Regions from separate parts of the Anser cygnoides genome. Here region 2 is linked to region 1. Evidence: chromatin contacts called from public Hi-C data. All regions are on one chromosome and are shown on one strand. The core of a region is the stretch at or near the end of the contact, and the rest is flanking DNA. Distances in the headings are between cores, read along the strand shown. Region 1 holds the start of MFAP3 (microfibril associated protein 3). Region 2 holds the start of CNOT8 (CCR4-NOT transcription complex subunit 8).

Region 1 (5,427 bases), core at 1,443-3,942:
ACTCCCTGTGTCCTTCCAGAATCACTAGCTAACACTGCCTAAAGCAGAAAGAATTTGTATCGCTTATGAAAAATAATTTACTATAAATAAGTACAGCTGATTTGTACTGTCTGTCTAGTAGAGAGCAATCAAGCGTATTCAGGAACGGGAACATTTGCTGCTAACACACTGCCCAGACCAGGAGTTTTTTCAGTTCAAGATAACTTGTCGAAGGTCAAACCAGATTCTGGATTTGACATCTGATGAGAAACGTGTATCTGACCCTTTTCTGTTGCAGTTGTTGCCAAAACCAGCTCAACAAAGAAGGCAAGAAGACAGCTGTGTCCAGCTCTCTTTCAAGCTTGACTGACTGACTCACCCACTGAATCCTGCAAGGGAAACTGGAAAACCTGCACTCTACTTGTTTCTCTGTAGACAGCAATCTTTTCTTTTTCTTTCTTTCTTTTTTTTTTTGGCCCCACTATTTTTGATCATGCCTCTTGCCTGTTCACTTAAGATGGATGAGCACTGAGAACGCAGCTACACCTCTGTAAAAAAAAACAACACCAACCAACCAAAAAAACTACCAAGGCCTCTTTTGTTCCTGTTTTCGACCTTTCCACCAGTGACACTTTGGGGAAACGTGTTACTGACTTCTGCTGCCTCTGGAGAATGGCATCGCAGCCACGTCAACTGCACCAAGTCTGAAAAAGCAACATGAAGGTTGCTGCTGCACAACAGCTATTTGTTTGTCCGAAGGAGCGGTTTCAACCTTTCTTTTTTTAGACATGTAATGTTTTCAGAGGTTTTCAGGGCCCTCCGAGGGCTGCTGACAACAGGCTTGCTCATTTGGGCAACCTCGTGCAGCTTTCTTTAACGTACGGTGAGGACTTTGAGCGCTGCGGACCGCTGCCACCCGACCTGACTTCACAAGATTCGATGCCGCTCCGACTGATCCCAGCTCTGAAGTGAAGATAAACCCTGGTCTTCGTTATTGAATCGAACACACGGAATAATTTCCAACCTTCCAAAACAATAATCTCTCAACTAATAGTGCTTCAGATTTATTAGAAAGTAATTCCAGCACCTCCTCTACTTTGCCTGTGTCATTTTTACCACTTTAAATTATTAAACTTAAATTATTAGATTTCCAAGTGTCTGCGACTTTCCTTCTAAAACGACATTAGAAACCTCAGTCAATTATTTAACACAAGAAATACTGAGCAACATTTTCCCTCATAAGAATAAGATAATTATCTTCGGTAATTGCATAGGCTCTCTGCTATATCTGCGCTGAGCTTCCATAATTGGTGAAGGGTCATTGAATTTTACTGTTAAACTCTTTAAAAAGGCCTGATTTATTAGAAATTGTTTGTCACGTTTCACTTTTGGAAAACCCATTCCTGTTAAGCAGACAATGACGTCTTATTGCTGAACGCTGGGGAAAATGATTTGCAAAACCCACATTCTTCGACCACCACACTTATGCAAAACAGCTGCTGGAGCTGATAAAGGATCCAGAAAGGATAAAGCGCGAGCGGTGCCAACGGTACAATTCCTCAGGAAGGCGTTGGAGCCAAGCAAGATGAAATGTGCAGGCCAGAAACTGGCGAGCTGACAGCCGGACCCCAGGTTGAGCTCAACGCATTTAACCTTTGTGAAACCGAGCTGTAACAACACAAAGCAGCGCGAAGATGAAAATCCACGATGCGTATGCTTACAGGAGTCATCGCTGGCTCTCAGCCTGAAAAAACGTGTGTTTCACTTAAAGTACTCTAGTCCCACTGAGGTCAGTGGGAGTACTAAGAACACTTAAAACTGCACATATTTATAAAGTGCTGCAAAACTGGGGCCCGAGAGGTTCTTTGGCTTTACGGTCAGGGCTCACAGCACGGTCAGTAACCCCAAAATGTGAGTTTGGGTGACGTTGGGGGCGATACGGGCGTGATGCTGGGGAGAGCCACGGCCACCGCTGCCAGCACGGGCATGCCCACAGGGAGAGCTCGCCCTCGGCCTGCAGCGGCTCTGGAGAAAAACCAAAAACCCCCAAACCAGCCCAAAGAGCTGCAAAACCCCCAAATCCCCCAAACCAGCCCCGAAACCAGCGGGAGGTGCGAGCCTGAGGGAAGGGGCCCAGGAGGGCCCAGGGCTCGCGCTGTGGGCAGCAACAACCCTCACCCCCATAACTGCTAAAAACCACTAAAAACCGCATAAAAAGTCCTCAAAATTGGATAAAACGTGCTAAAAACTGCTAAAAACTGCCAAATTCCCCCCGCGGGGGCAGGAAAACCGAGCGGCCCCCGGCCCCGGGCGCAGGGACAGAGCCGCGACGTGTGACAGCCCGACGGCCTCGGGGGCGTGACGTCACCGGGCTCTGACGTCACCGGGCTCTGACGTCACCGGGCTCTGACGTCACCGGGCGTGACGTCACGCCATAATATTCCCCCCCTCCTCCCCCCCCCCCCAAAATAAACCACCGAGCAGCCGCCGCCGCGCCGCTCCCCGCCCGGCTCTGACAGGCAGGGAAGGCCGCGCCGCCGTGAGGAGCTCGGGGGGGCCCGGCCGCAGCCCCGCGTACCTCCGGTACCGGCACCCGCACCCCGACACCGCCAGCTCCGGCCCCGCCGCCGCCGCCGCCCGGACGCGTTTCCCCCCGCTCGCCCTTCCGGGCCCCGCTCCGCTTCCGGGTTGAGGCGGCCGGGGCCGCTCTGCGCCTCGTCTCGATGGTGCGGTCCGCCCGGCCCCGGGGTGAGGGATGGGGCGGGGTGGGGGGTGGTAGGGGGGATGAGGGGGGGTTTAGGGAGCCCCGGGGTGCTCTGAGGGGCCGCGGCTGTGGGGTGGGAGCACGGGGGGCGCTGGGCGGCCGGCAGCTCGGGACCGGTCTCGGGCCGGCCCTGGGAGGGCCCTGGGAGTGGTGTCGGGGGCTGCTGGGGCTCTTGGGGCTCCTCAGGCTCCTGGGGCTCCTCTGGGGTTCATCTCATGTCCTGGGTGGCTCAAACACCCTGAGGAATCTCAGCCCTAAATACTGAACCAAACGACCCTCAGCGTCCCCACCACCCACTCTCATTGCTCTCCCCTTCGGGATCCAGCACCCTCCAGAGCAGCCACCCCACACGATTTGTCCCCCTCCCCCCTTTTATTTTTTTTGGAGAAGCAGGTCACGGATTTAATCATCTGAGGACCTTTTGTACCTCTCCGTTTGTTTTTCAGAGTTAACAGCCTGTCTTTTTCGTGTGGTGGTGAGGTAAAGCCACGTGTTCCTGTGGGGCTTTAAACTTCCAGGTGTGACATTTCGTGCAGCCAGACATAACGCGGTGTGCAGGCTCGCTTAAAAATATAATCTGTTCATGCAGGTATGTGTGGTAACAAGAAGGGATCTGAATCGTTGCGTTTAATTATTTAAAACTAATGTCAGTGTGTACATGGAAGTGATTGTTTTATCTGCTGTGCTTTCTGTGATTGTCATAGTCATGTCTGAAAAAGACAGCGGTGAAAATCTGGAAGAGGAAGCTTCTTACGAAAATGAACAAAAATCAGAAGAACTTGGCCACGCTGAGAGCAGCAAAGAGAAAGAGCAAGAGCCTGTGCCTATGACTCGGAAAAGACCTGAACCCAAACCCCCATGTCAGTCTGCTGCCACAGAAAAGTCCACTGCTGACACCCTCAAGGTATGTTTCTGTGCTAGGTCTGAATGACATGACTTCATGTTTCACGGCTTTATGCTCAGAAGAATTCTGACTGTAAGCCTCACTCCTTTTCTGAAAATTGACATCGCTGTTTATTTGAAAAGAAAAAGTGTCACAAAAGTTACGCATCACAAGCTGATTGTGTTCCTCTTGACACCATCATATCTGCATCACTGTCTTCTGCTTTTCTTCATTAAAGGCCTCAGATTCTCCTTCTGCAGCTCAGACAGGATGGGGGTACTGGGGAAGCTGGGGGAAATCTCTTCTGTCAACTGCATCTGCCACTGTAGCTACTGTAGGTAAGTCTCTTTCTGGTATTTGATAAATGTTGTAACCATATGTCACGTTACAAGCTAATGCTTTTGAGCTTGTTTCTAGAGAATGGGGTTCTGTTGTAGAAGCAAGTATTGGAAAATGTCAAGAGAACTGTTCAAGTAAAGGGAAAACCTGTACCAAAATGTACAATAACATTAAAGAGAAGTGCACAAACAAAACTACTTTCAAGTTTTTGAGGCGTTTGCATAATTTTCAGTTGACGTTTTAAAGCTTTGCCACTTGAGATGAAATTTTTGCAAACCTGAGATGAAACGTGAGTTCATTAAACTGGCAAGCAAGCAAGACGGGGAGTAGTAGGTGTTAGCGTGGGTTAAACTGTTTTGAACAGGAGGAAGCCAGAACAGTAGAGAAACAATATACAACCCTGATCCTGTTTCTGCTCTAATGAGGAATAAAATGTATCTCATGGTTAAAGTAACACTGCTATCTTTCTCTAGGTCAAGGTATTTCAAATGTCATAGAAAAAGCAGAAACAACTCTTGGGATCCCCAGTCCTAGTGAAATTTCTTCGGAGACCAGAGATGCTACAAGAGGTCAGTTTTTATTGCATAAGAATAACACTGAAACATATCTTACAATATAATCAGCCCCAAAATATCGTAACATTACTCCGTATCTCTCATATTGGTATAGATAACTAAGTGCTAAAACAACACATTATTGCTTACTGGTGTTAGTTCCGAAAAGTAGGTGGGAGAATAATAGCAATTCTAGGCCTGATCCTGACTGACACTTTGCGTTTGTTAATTTTCTCCACTCAGCAGGTGACAGGATCTTTTTGGGGGAGTGAGGAAGTTAATTTTCTACCTTCTATTGCAGGAAGTGAGAATCCTGATGATAACAGCACAGATGCAATTGCTGATGGCAGTCCCTTTCCTATTGCTGGGGCTCTTGGTGTTTTATCAACCATCTCTACTGCTGTCCAAAGCACAGTGAGTGAGTTGGGAAGGCAGAAAAAAATGTGCTTGAGAGCATTGTCTGAAGTATCTTATCAGGAAACATTTAATTTTGGCTTTTCTGGCATAAATGGTGAGAGACTATCTCAGCGTTCAGACAGTCTTTATCTCGTGCCATGCTTCTAACTGGCACTTGATGTGTCAGTTGTTTTGAATTTTGTTAGTTTTATATTAAATGCTGATGCATAACAAAGATGCCCAACATTGGACTGTGTGGTGCGTGCATTGCCATGCATGTCACCTCTATACTCTGTTACCATGCTCTCTTCCTTTAGAGTACATGGCCAAATGGAGGGTCAGGCTAATTCATGGAATACTTTCACTGATTTTCACAGAACTGTCTAGAGATGAAATCCATTCTCGGGTTCAAAAACGTCTGTGAAACTGGCCTCAATTGCTTGGAAATCGGCTTGCTCCTGTGACCATGAGAAATACACTTCAAAGAACCCATTACCCTTAGAAACTGTGCT
Region 2 (5,427 bases), core at 829-3,328, 260 kb before region 1:
CCTTGAACAGCTGTGACAATTCCACTGTTTTTTTTCTTTAGATGCCAGTTTATATTTTAGCATGGATCTGCAAAGAGAGATTCTCCTTTTTGCTGAAAACAGCACATCCATTTCTTTTTAGCAGGAAGAGATGGATTTAATTGTTTAAATGATTATACAATATAGAGAGACAGATACAGAAAGTGTATAAAGTTTAAGACCATAACATTTTTCCAGAAGCCAAATTTAGGGCACACAGAACTACTGGGCATAGGCTATTTATGAAGGGAAAGGGTATTACAGACAGTATTTTAGAATGGCTTTGACTTCCAGAAATATTGCAACTCCTGTCATGCCAAAATAGGGTTCCATAAAATCAGAATCTGAATTGTTACTGCTCAGAACCAACCACCGATGACAAACACACGGACGGGCTTCTGCATTTCCCAAAGACAAGCACCACTTCAGCAGCAGTGGGCAGACTATTCCCTAGCTCAGAAGACTCACGTAAGGTTGAACTTGAAGTTAAACTGCCAGGTGTTGATCCCGGAAGGATATTCTCCTTTCTCATTTGTGAAAGTCAGGCCCAGCTGGATAATTTTCAGAAGGTCAACATTGCACCGAAGGAGCTGATACTGATAGTCGATGGAGCTGCGGAATTCACCTATTGGCCTTACAACAACCCCCGGAAACTCTGTGTCCTGGGAAAGAAGAGCAAATCTTATTTCATCACTTGTTCCACCAGGAGAATGTTCAATTCCACACTTGCAGGTCTCAACGCTGCATTCTGTGAATCCTTCTATAAAAAACTCTTATTTTTAATCCTGTTTCATATTCTATTACGGATACTACACTGTTACAAGTGTTCTTTCATTTCCATCTACTATGTGAAAACTCTTTTACTTAGGCAGTGATTGTGTGCTATCTTTGCTGAAACCCAAACTTTTAGACTATATTTACTCTTAGATTACATCACGTAACTTCTACAGCATACACGAAAACTTTCATAAAGAACCCAGTGCTGCATATCTTACAACATTTCTCTCTTGCCCAATGTCTTTGTGTGTCCACTCCTACAACACAGCTATTAAAACAGGTGATGAACACTCTCAGTGAGATGAAACAGAACTCAAATTGAAGCGAGAGAGCTCACTTCCTATCAGCATATGGCAACAAAAGATTCTATTTACTTGCACAACTTTGTTCTACGTTGGATTTTACAGACCCTAAAGGGACGTGTATTTTTATGCCACACTTTTATAACAGACTTCTCACATCTTTAAGTTTAGTAACCCCAATCAAAGTTGGCATAACTTACAGTACCGTAACTAAAAACATGTATGGAACTGACCAGCTCCTGCCAAGTGAGTGTAGGCTATTAAGAGCAGAGAATCCTTCCAACCGGAGGATATTCTGGTCTTCTTAAGTAAAACCTCCTGGAACACACTGTCATATCTACAGCCAGAATATTTTTCTTCCACAAGAATCAACATCTGACCACACCAGAAAGAGACACTCCTGCTAACGAGCTGTCACTGGCAGGTTTCTCTTCCTACAGTTCTGCGTCAGTTTCCATAGCCAAAAGGGGAAAGAAATTCAAAGGACAAATACGGCGGCAGAACACTAAAGACTTTGTACATCTGACCCATTCCATTTTCTATTGCATAGGCTAACACACATTGAATGACTAAATATTAAATTAATCCAGTTGTTTCAGGTGGTCTCTCTTTCCTGCCTATCAGTCAATCTGAACACGACATATGCACTACGTTCTGGAAATGAACATGAACAGCTTTCTAGTTTTTCACCACTTCTAGCTTAATTTGGTCAGGAACAGGGGAAATCGTTTCTTGCCCAAGAACCAACTAAATCCCCTTCCCCACCCAAAACCCCTTCCCTGAGACAAGCAGATCACGTATAAAACATTTACCATCGCGATGTAGCTGTAACTTAGCACAATCTCTCGGATTTTCCTCATCTCCTCTTCCAGATTGTTTGCCCATACTTCGCAGATAACCTGGCTGTTCTCTGCAAGGGCTGCAGGCATTTTGCAGCGACCAGGGCAAAGACAGCCGGTGAATTCAGATGGCAGGGCAGAGCTGCAAGCTGCACGATCCAATCAGCGTGCTGTGCTAAACAGGTAAAAGAAATCGTGTTTTACATGAAGATCTCCGTGAAGGAAGGAAGGATTTGGCAGAGCAGCTCATGCTTCTGTTTGCACCTTCAGACAGCCCGCGTGAAGCTTGCAAGAGGATTTTGGGCATTTTGTGAGCCTGTGGACGCGGTGAAGGAGAAGCCGATCTAAAGCACGCCGGGCACACAGGTAACAGGGCAGGTACCGGAGCCCCTTACCTGCCCCCTACCCCACCCCGCACCGGGCTGAGGCACCCGCGCAGACAGCTCGGCTTCCCCCGGAGCGCCCCGCCGGCACCGCGCCCGCGCCAGGCGCCCCGCAGGCCGCGCCGAGGCCTCTCACCGCGGGGCAGAGCCGCGACAGGCCCCGGCCGGGCCCTTCCCGCCCCCACGCCCCGCTTACGGCCTCGGGGCGGCCCCGCGCGAACGGCCCGGCCCCGGGGGAGGCTCCCGGGACAGGCCCGGGGGGCTCCGAGGGGTCCCTGAGGGGCTCCGAGGGCTCCCGGCCCCCCCTCACCTCCTCGCCGCCGCCGCCCCCTGGAGCCGGGCCGGGCCCCGCCCCCCCGCGGGCCGCTCTAGCCGCCGCTCCCCCCGCGTCTCATCTGCTCCGGGCTCCCCCATCCCCTCCGCTCCCCTCCCCCCACCCCCGCCGCTACCTGCCCGGAAGCCGGGGCCGGGCCCGTGGCGCACCGCGCAGGCGCGATGAGGCCTCCCTCCGGGCCTTAGGCGGGATTTCCGGCTCGCCCTCCCCGGATCTCGCGAGAAGTGGGTGGGGAAGAGGCGGCGGCGGGCGGGCGCGCGCGCGCCGCAACGTGCCCTGCCGCGCGCCCGCCGCGCGCGCGCCCGCAGGGGAGGGGAGGGGAAGGGAGGGGGGAGAGGGAGGAGCGCTGCGCGGATCTGTGCGCATGCGCAGGGCCGCTGCCCTTGCGCTGAGGCGCGCCCCCTGCGCACGAGGGAGATGGGCTCGCCCGGCGCTCCCAGAGCGCGGAGCTTGGGCGAGTCCAAAGGCTGCGGGCGGGGGGAGGCAGCAGGGTGCGGGCCTTTGTCACCCTGGGCACGGCCCGACCCTGCCAGCGCCGCCTCGCCTCAGCGGTCGCTGTGGTGGCCCCGTCTGCCAGCTCTGAGCTGGCTCTGGCTTCTGTTCCAGAAACGTTATTTAAGTCACATTAACACCAAAACTTCACTAAAACAGCCCAACACGGCTTCTAGTGTCACGCAGCTGCCAGCACCACTGCTTTACTGGCTGATGGCAGATACGTGATTGATTTGGAAGCCTGTCTACGAATTATAACGCTTAGATAGTATTTCCTCGCTTTTAGGCTGCCAGCCTCCTCGGACAGGGTTGCATCTGTTAAAAATGGATTACATTTCTCATAGTGCTTCAGAATTGCTATCTGCCCAGCGTTCGGGGTCAGCTGGAAGCTTTCATTGACTCAGCAGCCTGATTACCATTTAGATAAATAAAAGTATCTGGAAAAAAAAATAAATCTTGGTATCTCTTACACTTCAGGCATAGTTCAGTCTCTCAGGTTTAGCGTTCATACCTCAGCAGAAATGCAGATGTAAATGGAGAGGTTTTTTCTGGACACTGCTCTCTGTCAAGTGACCTTGATGCTGTCAGCATCTTCTGAGCTCTATTTTGATTCAACGTTTATCTTTGTAGGTGATAGTTACTATTTTGCCTTCTGAGCTCAGAACTTCACTCAGGTTGTGTAATTCATGCAACATGCTAAATTGGCAGAAAGTTATCACCTTTAACAAAGAGAAGTTATTTTATGAAATGTCTGATCAAAAAAGCATTTCTACTAAGAGAAAATCAGACTTTGTGCGTTCCTCAGAGCTGAGCCTTGGCAGGGATTGCATTAACTGGAGGGTTTCTAGTGACGGTACCAGTTTAGGACACAGGCTAACCAACAAACAGAAGCAGCTTTTAGATTACTGCTGACCTGCACTAGACCCAGACTTGCAGCAGCAGGTAAATGAAGTTTACATCCTTATGACTAATACTCTAATCTGTCTGCTCCTACTGGGCATAAATCTTTCAGATAGAACCCGTGTCTGAATTGAACAGAGGTTAAAAAAGAACACTGAGGTCTGTGAAATTCACTGGCTTATCACATTCTTTAGGATACTGGATGAACAGCCCTCCCAGTGCAAGATCAAGTCCAAATAAAGGACAGGACAGCATTCATGCTCTTTAGATGCCAGTTCCCACTTCCTCCTCTGTACATGTGCAAATAGTTTGGAGGAATTGCATTGCTCCCTGTTGAGTCTGCTGTCTACAGTAAATAACAATTAGTAGCAACAGCTGAGAACTAAAAAAACTCTTTCCCCACTAGGGAATAGATCCCATTAGTCAAGAGAAAGCATTGATGAAAACAGCAAAGGTTCTAAGTCTGAAATGAAACAACAGCAAATGTTTACTGTACTGATGACAAACAGCACTGGTTGGGAGGGGAGTTCAGGAATATTCCTTCAAGAAAAAGTTAATTGATAAAAATATAGATATAGTGGTAGGTGCAAGAAATCAGGCAGACAACAAGGCACCACCGCTATTCGTGCTTGCAGATCTCTCTGCAGCATTAACTACTGCTAGCCTGAGATGTTGCTTACAACAGCATATATTGCTTCGTGCATGTATGGCCATGCAAAGCTAACCGTGAGGGAGAGGAGATGGTCCTTGTCTTTCCTTGAGTGGAAAAATAAATCTGGTTACTTATGTCAAGTAACACCCTCACTTCTTCAGTTGGACTAGATGATCTTGGAGGTCTTTTCCAACCTTAATGATTCCATGATTCTCAGAGCTTCGTTCATAATAGGACGCTGTATATTAGGTAAGTAGTAGATTAGGGCCACATCTGCATAATAAAGACAAATACTACTGTAAATTACATCTTGCAATACTGTAATTACAGACTTTATGGTCTGTAAGCATATTTAAACACAACTGAGCCCAAGCACATTCTAACCTGTTTGCATCTCATCCTTACAGACAGAACCAGTACCTGCAACTGACTGAAGACACTATGCAGCAACTGATGGTGAAATCTGTAGTTAGGACAACACAACGAAATCTTGGACTGCTGTTTTTGGCCACATTCCGCAGTAACCCTTATGCTTTCAACAAATACACCTTTGACTCATTCACTTGCACTGGCGTTTTCTATTTTGTGCTTAAAACATGAGTTAGGGCATTGCAAAAACTATTTAAGGTGTAGCTTTCTTTTTTATTCTCAGACACAGTCATTATCTCTTGGTGAAAAACTCTTACCTGCAGAGATGTATTCTGAATGCTTCACCGAGTGACAGCATGTG

The links. Hi-C and Micro-C count contacts between places; a contact is called where the count stands out from the background.
Region 2: a Hi-C map of liver shows a contact between it and region 1, with 1.7 times the contacts expected there. The contact joins the promoter of CNOT8 here to the promoter of MFAP3 in region 1. A contact is called at or near these places in 3 of 7 Hi-C or Micro-C datasets (granulosa cells and liver).

What each region holds. Positions count from the first base shown.
Region 1 is chr14:7,142,440-7,147,866 of Taihu_goose_T2T_genome, reverse strand. MFAP3 (microfibril associated protein 3) reads right to left here and starts at 2,692. Exons shown (of 3, transcript XM_067005428.1): 1 at 2,558-2,692. It overlaps FAM114A2 (family with sequence similarity 114 member A2), which reads left to right and starts at 2,572. Exons shown (of 19, transcript XM_067005426.1): 1 at 2,572-2,727; 2 at 3,190-3,332; 3 at 3,448-3,647; 4 at 3,865-3,964; 5 at 4,439-4,534; 6 at 4,821-4,933. The coding sequence starts at 3,450.
Region 2 is chr14:7,401,677-7,407,103 of Taihu_goose_T2T_genome, reverse strand. It overlaps CNOT8 (CCR4-NOT transcription complex subunit 8), which reads right to left and starts at 2,078. Exons shown (of 6, transcript XM_013176015.3): 1 at 1,910-2,078; 2 at 487-680. The coding sequence starts at 2,026. FAXDC2 (fatty acid hydroxylase domain containing 2) reads left to right here and starts at 2,111. Exons shown (of 10, transcript XM_066977234.1): 1 at 2,111-2,302; 2 at 5,105-5,427.